Linked DNA regions of Oryctolagus cuniculus: region 1 is linked to region 2. A link is a contact called in public Micro-C data. All regions are on one chromosome and are shown on one strand. Each heading gives the region's core, a stretch centred on a gene start, on an enhancer-like site or on the middle of the called end of the contact. The rest is flanking DNA. Distances are from core to core; before and after follow the strand shown. Region 1 holds the start of ITGB5 (integrin subunit beta 5). Region 2 overlaps ITGB5 (integrin subunit beta 5).

Evidence for each region. Hi-C and Micro-C count contacts between places; a contact is called where the count stands out from the background.
Region 1: a Micro-C map of ear pinna shows a contact between it and region 2, with 2.3 times the contacts expected there. The contact joins the promoter of ITGB5 here to the enhancer-like site in region 2. A contact is called at or near these places in 6 of 6 Hi-C or Micro-C datasets (ear pinna, embryonic fibroblasts, liver and 3 more).

The regions. Positions count from the first base shown.
Region 1 is chr4:81,116,629-81,120,018 of mOryCun1.1, reverse strand. ITGB5 (integrin subunit beta 5) reads left to right here and starts at 1,295. Exons shown (of 15, transcript XM_017347042.3): 1 at 1,295-1,843. The coding sequence starts at 1,774.
Region 2 is chr4:81,066,937-81,070,196 of mOryCun1.1, reverse strand. All of the region lies in intron 5 of ITGB5 (integrin subunit beta 5), which reads left to right. Among named protein-coding and RNA genes, the nearest start is that of ITGB5, 50 kb to the left of the region's middle. Within about 2 kb of position 1,411, at least 3 of the 8 cell types and tissues checked have an H3K27ac peak or open chromatin away from gene starts, as enhancers often do. A contact at or near this core is called in ear pinna, where this site is marked.

The DNA.
Region 1 (3,390 bases), core at 46-2,545, 50 kb before region 2:
CCACTTGGCTAGATATCTCCCAGTTCAAACTCTTCCCCGAGCTTCCCATTATTTATTATCACTGCCTCTCAAGCTTGGATGGGAGTAGCCCCAAGGCCACTGCCCAGAGGGGCAGGGAGTCCCAAGGTAAATCTGGGGCCGGTTTTTCCGGAAAGTGTTTCAGGACAAACATGTGGATAATATGGTGTATTCAACAATTTGCATGCAGTTTGTGGGTGAGAGGTAGGGGTTGCTGTGGGCTGCAGTAAGTTTGCTTCTTCTAGCCTTATGGGGCCCCTCCTTGGCTCAGGTGGGGAGGGGCCTGAAGATTCAGATCCAGAGTCTTGAAGCTGGGCGGTTGGGACAGTTCCCCGGGTGGCCTTGGCAAGCCTTCTTTCCCTTGCTGTCGACTTGCAAAGATGTGACCATTTTGCTCCTTGCTGTTTCTGGTTTTGGTCAAGTCGTTCCGAACTTTTGGGAAAGGGATGCCAGCTGCTACTCGCTCGGCAGCGCTGTGGTGAGGATTCAGTGAGTTAGCATGGGTCCAAGTGTTTGGCACAGGGCCTGGGGAGCATGGAGCTCTGTCTGCACGCTAGAGACCCAAAACCACTTCTTCTACGGGAATGCCACCTCTTCGCATGCCTGTAAACCATTCCAGTCCCAACCCATTTGTCCTGGTCCCACCACGACTCTCGTGCCCTTTGCAGGAGCTGGCTGAGGTCCCAGCTCACCCTTTACTGTCAAGCACAGGCCCAGCTCAAACGTAAATGTTAAGACTCCAGCCTGAGCGTGGCCTTTGGCATGTATCCAAAACTACCAGCTATCCAGGTGAGGGACATCAAAGCTGGAGGCACACTGGCTGTCTGGAATCCTCGAGAGAGGCAACACGTCAGTATAAGTGAACTGGCTTCCCCCGGGGCCTCCATGCGCGCAGGCTTCCCTTGCTTTCCCAGCGCGACACCTGGCGCTGCCCATGCGCTCTCTACGTCCCGTGTCCCCGAGGCGGCGCTGCACGACCCCCCAGCCCCGCCCCACCTGCCCTCCCTCCTCAGGTCTCGCCCGGCCTAGCCCTGGTCGCCCCTGCTCGCTCCAGGAGCGCGTCCCGCACCCTAATCCGAGCGACCGCCTTAGAAAGCGCTCGAGCCTCTTCCCGGGGGTTTAGAGCACCCTCCGCCCCACGCGCGCCGGAAGGGGCTCCCACCTGGGCGCCCTGGGGCCTCGGCGTCCCGGGCGGGTCCCCCGCAGGGCGGAGCCGCCTTGGCCCCGGAGCTCGCTCCGCCCCGTCCCGCCTGGCTGTAAACTGACCGTGCGGCGGCCGGGCGGGGGAGAGAGAGAGGAGAGAGGAGAGGAGGAAAGTGGAGCCTGGCGGGCCGGAGGGAGGAAAGGCAGGGGCGGAGGCGAGGGCCGGAGCGTGCCGGCGTGCGGGCAGCCTCAGCGGCCGGCGCGTCCCGGAGCCCAGTCGCGGCCGCCGCCGGTCCGGTCCCTGCCCTCCTAGGCTCTGCTCAAAGCAGCCCGCCGGGACCGTCCTGAGCGGCGACCACCCGGCGTCCGGTCGGCCAGGTCCGCGGCGGCCCCGGACCTTGGCTGCGAGGGCTGCGGGAGGGCTGGTGGCGGCGGCCGGGCTCCGGCCAGCGTAGCCGCCACCAGCCCCCGCCGGGCCGCGAACGCCGTGAGCCCGAGCTGCGCGCGGGGTATGCAGCTGCGGCCCCCGGCCCTAGGCCCCCGCGCTTCGGCCCTGGACACCCGCCCCCGTGGAGCCCGCCGCCCGCGCCGCCCCTGAGCCGGGCGCCCACCATGCCGCGGGCGCTGGCGCCCCTGTACGCCTGCCTGCTCGTGCTCTGCGCGCTGGTGCCCCGGCTCCCAGGTAAGCCGCACCGCCGGCCGCGCGGAAAGAAACTTTGTCGCGCTCGGGGGCCGGGCCGGGAGGCGTTGCCTTCGAGTGGAGGGCGCCTTCGGGGCACGCCCAGGTGGCACAGCCGGCGGGGGGCTGCCGAGGTACTTGCGCCACCCGGTTCGTGCAGCTCCGCCAGGTTGTCGTCGGCCTCTAGTGCCGTGCCGGGCGGAGGAGGAGCCCTCCCTTCCTGTGTAAACAGCCCGGCCCGTCTGCTGACCCAGCCCGCGAGCGCCCGCGCGCAGGGCCAGCCCAGCGTTGGGGCCGGGGCGCTCCAGCCGCGCGCACAAAGCGGCCCTTGTGGCCGGCCGGGGGCGGGCGGGCTGCGGGAGGCGCGGAGTGATGCTGCCTGGGCCCGGGGAGGCGAAGGACGGCGCGGAGCGCGGGACGCGACGCCCGGAGCCAAAGCCAGCGTTCCGGAGGACTCGGGTCCTGGCACGCGGGGTACCGGACCCTTACGACGAGTCCCGGGGTTTCACCGCGTCCGGGCCACCTGCGGTCTCCGCCTCCCAGCACTGCCTCGCCTAGGCCGCCGCACACCCGAGGGGAGACCCTGGTCCCGAGCCAGGGCCGCGCGGGGCCTGACCGATCTCATTCCTTCTGCCGGGCTTTGTGCCGCGATGGACCAGTCCTGCGGGCCTCACACGCCTCTCTGTGCGGGGGCTGTTGAGGCGGCCCGGCTCGGCACTGCGGTGGCTGGCGGCCCGCTGGAGAACCCTGGGGTACCTGCGTCGGTTCTCGCAGCTGGGAGAGGGCTGGACCTGCAGCCGGGAGGCCCAGGCTAGAGTCCCCTGTTGCGCACTGGGGCTGCCCAAAGATAAGCTGTTTCCTCCTCCTCCGCAAGCAAAGAAAGGAGGCAGGAAGCTCCAAGCTTTCCCCTTCCCCTTAGGAAGCCCTGGCCGCCGCGTGTGGGGTGCTCCATTCAGTCGCATGGCCGCGATGCTGGATCGCTCGGTGCGGGACTGTCCCCTTACGGCGGCTTATTTACATGGAAGCCCTGGAGGTTTCCGTCTGAGAGCGGAGGAGGGGACTGAGCAGACAAAAACTTCGTTCAGGCTCCCATTCAAGCTTAGTACTGTAGCTACGTTCCTTGTAGGGGAAAATCCGCGCGCCCGAGTTTGGAGTGGGTCAGTGGATTGCAGACACCGGTCTGTCTCCTCGTGCGGGGCACTGGTGGTTTCGTGGGTTCCCCGGGGAAAACGCAAAGGCTGGGAGACTTGGCCTGTGCTCACGGGGGTCTGTGGGAAGGGCTTCAGAAAGTTTCCGGAAGGTGCGAGCAGGGCCTTTTTTAATTTGAAATTCTGCCCTATTTTGGAGGGGGGATTTTTCCTACTTTTAAGTGATAATAGATGGTCGCTTTTGAAATTCTTGGCAAAATAAAGGACAACAGCATTCCTATATCAATTTCCCCTTCTCTCTTGTTTTTAAATCTTAGTATCCCCTGAAATCCAAGTGTGGGAGCTGCTAAAGGTGATGGTTTCTCAGTGCCCTTCCAGCTTGACATGCTGTGATTCTAATAA
Region 2 (3,260 bases), core at 162-2,661:
TATCTGGAAGCCAGTGACTGAACCCATTCTATGCTTTTCCTTGGTCTGCATAATGGGTTCTCCCATTACCACTTTGATTGCTCTCCCAGGGCTCTCTGGAAGCTGACTCTGAGGTGTTTGTCCTGCAATTGTGCGGGTGGAAGGGTGCCGAGTGATCCAGGCTGGAACTGCGGCTGCATCCCTATTCTCCTGAAACAGGGAGCGTCCTTGGCCTTGGGTGGACAGAGGGGCCTCTGGGCTCCCTGCTGCCTGTCAGCACTCGGCTGGCAGGTCAGAGGAGCGTCTCTGTGCTTGGGCATGGCTGGTACCTGCTGGCTGCACAGTAATGCTGCGAGCTGCTTCTCGCAGGCAGCAGGCAATGAGGTCTGTGGTGCCCCGCGTGCCTCCTAGCGCCCTAGCGTTTGTCATCAGACCCTTCAGGCAGACTCTGGCTTGGGGAGTTGTTTTTTGAGAGAGAGGGAGCGCCCATCTGCTGGTTTGCACCTTGGCTGCCCACACAGTCCTGCCTACGGCGCTCTCCCCCTTCCCCTTCATCCTGATTCTCGAATTTTGCTTTGTGTGGGTGACATTTTTACAGCATTTCTGTCCTCTCAGAGACAGGTGGGTGACTAAGCCCAACAGTCAACACAGTGAGTTTGTGGGCGAATGCACTGTTTGGTTTGGATCGAGTCTTGCTGGCCGGGACTTGCTGGTCAAAGAGGAGACCATGGTGCTTCCCCTCGGCTTTCTCAGGAACATGGAACCTGTGGCCCCCTGGAGACTAAGAACGGCCTGCCCTGGGCCTGGCATCCTCCATGGGCCAGATGTTTTGGGTCCAGTGTCTTGGTTCCTCTAAGAACCCCACGGAGTATTGGCAGTGGCTCCCATTTTGGAGGTGAGGCAGCCGAGTATGTCGGTGATTAATGACGCCTTTTCTTAGCAAGGAGTGGAGCCAGGGTTTGGCGGAGCCTAAAGCCCACGCCCAGTGACTGGGTGCTTTGGACAGCGGCCACAGGGCAGTGAGGAGAGAGGGGCTGTGGATTCAGGATCCTGTTGTCCAGAATGCCCATGCTGGGGCCGGGGTTGGAGGGGAGGAGCGCCGGCACGCTTCCAGCTGCGCCTGCCCGTTCCTTTCCCTCCAGGACTTGGTCTCACCCGTTGTCCGTCTTCTCTCAGGGCTCTCGATTCCGCCTTCGTCTCCTTCCTGGTTCTGCGTGAGCGAGGCCCAGCAGGGGCTGCTGCAGCCTGTAGGAGGTGCACGGTGCCCCGGTCCCACAGGAGGAGCTCCGTCTCTGCCTCCCCCGCTCCCCGCCCCTCATCGAGGCTTTGCTTTCTGCTGACCTGCCCTGGTTGCTTTTAGCCTCAGACTTTTGTTGTTTTTCCAAGGACAACTTGGTCTTCCCTTGAGGAAGGCAGCCCCTCCCCTGTGCTCCGTGTCACCTGTGGGTATTGCCTGGGCTCCCTGTCTGCCAGCTGATTGCACGTTGGGTTTCTGGGACTGGATCCCAGGCTGCCTGCCCGCCTCCCCCCCCCCCCCCCCGCCCCAGAGCCTTCCGGAAGCCCTGTGCAAGTATCGGGTTCCATCTGGGCATGCGTTATTGTCAGGTGGGGTGACCGAAGGTTGTCCGCAGCTGTCTGGGTTACAGGTAATTGGGGTTTAATGTGCACTTTGGATCTCTCCACTGGCTGGGTTTCCACTAGCCACGGCCTGCTGTGCCATGGGTGTCACTGCCCCGCCAGCAGCTGCTGTGCCGAGATGAGGAGATGCTGGCCGGCTTCCAGCTGGACACAGTCAGGAGGGCACGGGTGAGAGTATGCATCCCGCCATACCCTCCAGTGTGAACCCGCCAGGGCCTGCCCTCCCCCTCTGCTCTCAGGAAGTGTCTCTGGGGAAGACCAGGAGGCCACTGTAGTGACCGCTGTCATGACCTCTGCGGTGACCGAGGTGGGGCATCTGTCTCTCACGCCAGGCTAGGGGCCCCTGCTAGCTTGGGATGCCGACGTGGCAGAGAGGAGACAAGACAGGGCCTTTCTCCTGCGCCACCCTGGCACTGCCCTGTCTCCGCCTCTGTGACCTTGAGTCAGCCACTCTGACTCAGCACGGCCCTTTGCCCGCACTGTTTGCTCTGCTGGGACACCCCTCCCCCGTATCCCTGGTTTTCTTTCTTTTTATTAATAGACTTTGTTTTTTAGAGCCATTTTTGGTTCACGGCGAGATTGGACAGAAAGCACAGAGCTCACCACCTCCCAGCCCGCCCCAGCACGCAGTCTCCCCCACCGTCCATCCACATCCCACAGCCGGTCGGCGAGCCAGTGTTGGCCGCAGCCCGCCATGGTCCGTGGGTCCCACCGGGGCTGCGTCTCGGTGGTGTGCGTCCTGTGCTCCCCGGCGTCCGCTGTGTGGTGGGCTATGCAGAAGCCCTCCCTCCCCTCCGTCCCATCTTCACCTTTTCACTCCCCCCCACCTGGCTTTCCTGTCCACGCCTCATCCCATCTGTAAGGGACACCTCCCTGACCAACCTTCCTGCCCAGGTCGTGGCCCCCGGCACCAGGCGTGGGGCCCCGTCAGAGCAGCCGCGTTACTCGAGTGATGTCTCTGCCTCCTCTTGAGTGTGTCGATGCCTCTGAAGACAGGGGCCGTGGCTTCTTCCTCACGGCTGCATGGCCCCCGTGCCACGCTCACCACCCGGCACTGAGCAGCTCATTGTTAAACACCTGGCGAACAAACATGCTCTGAATTCAGGAACACCCCAGTCCCCGCGCCCAAGCCCACCCACCCTCCGTTAGACCAGGCTGCCTCGTGGCATTTACCATGCTTCCTGCGACATGTCCATTACTGCAGTCCTGGGGCGAGTGTTGGGGCCAGGGTTAAGACGCTTTGCTGACCCCCCCCCCATATAGGGGTGCCTGGGTTCTAGTCCTGGCTCTGCATCTGATCCACCTTACTGCTAATGCACACCTGGGAGGCAGCAAGTGATGGCTCAAGGACTTGGAGCCCTTGCCACCCACATGGCAGACCTGGACGGAGTTCCGGGCTCCTAGGTTCAACCTGGCCCACTTGTGCTTGTGGTAGGCATTTGGGGAGTGGGCTAATGGGTGGGAGGGCTGTCTGTTTCTTTCTCTGTGTCCCCCCACTCTTCCTCTCTGCCTTTCAAATAAATTTAAACATTTTTTGTGAAGCAGCACCTGAGATACAGTTTACTTGGTAACGCTTCGCAAGTCGGAGCGTGTTTGTGGGGTGCCCGACAGACGCTGTGGTTTGGGTGCGGTTCATTCGTATG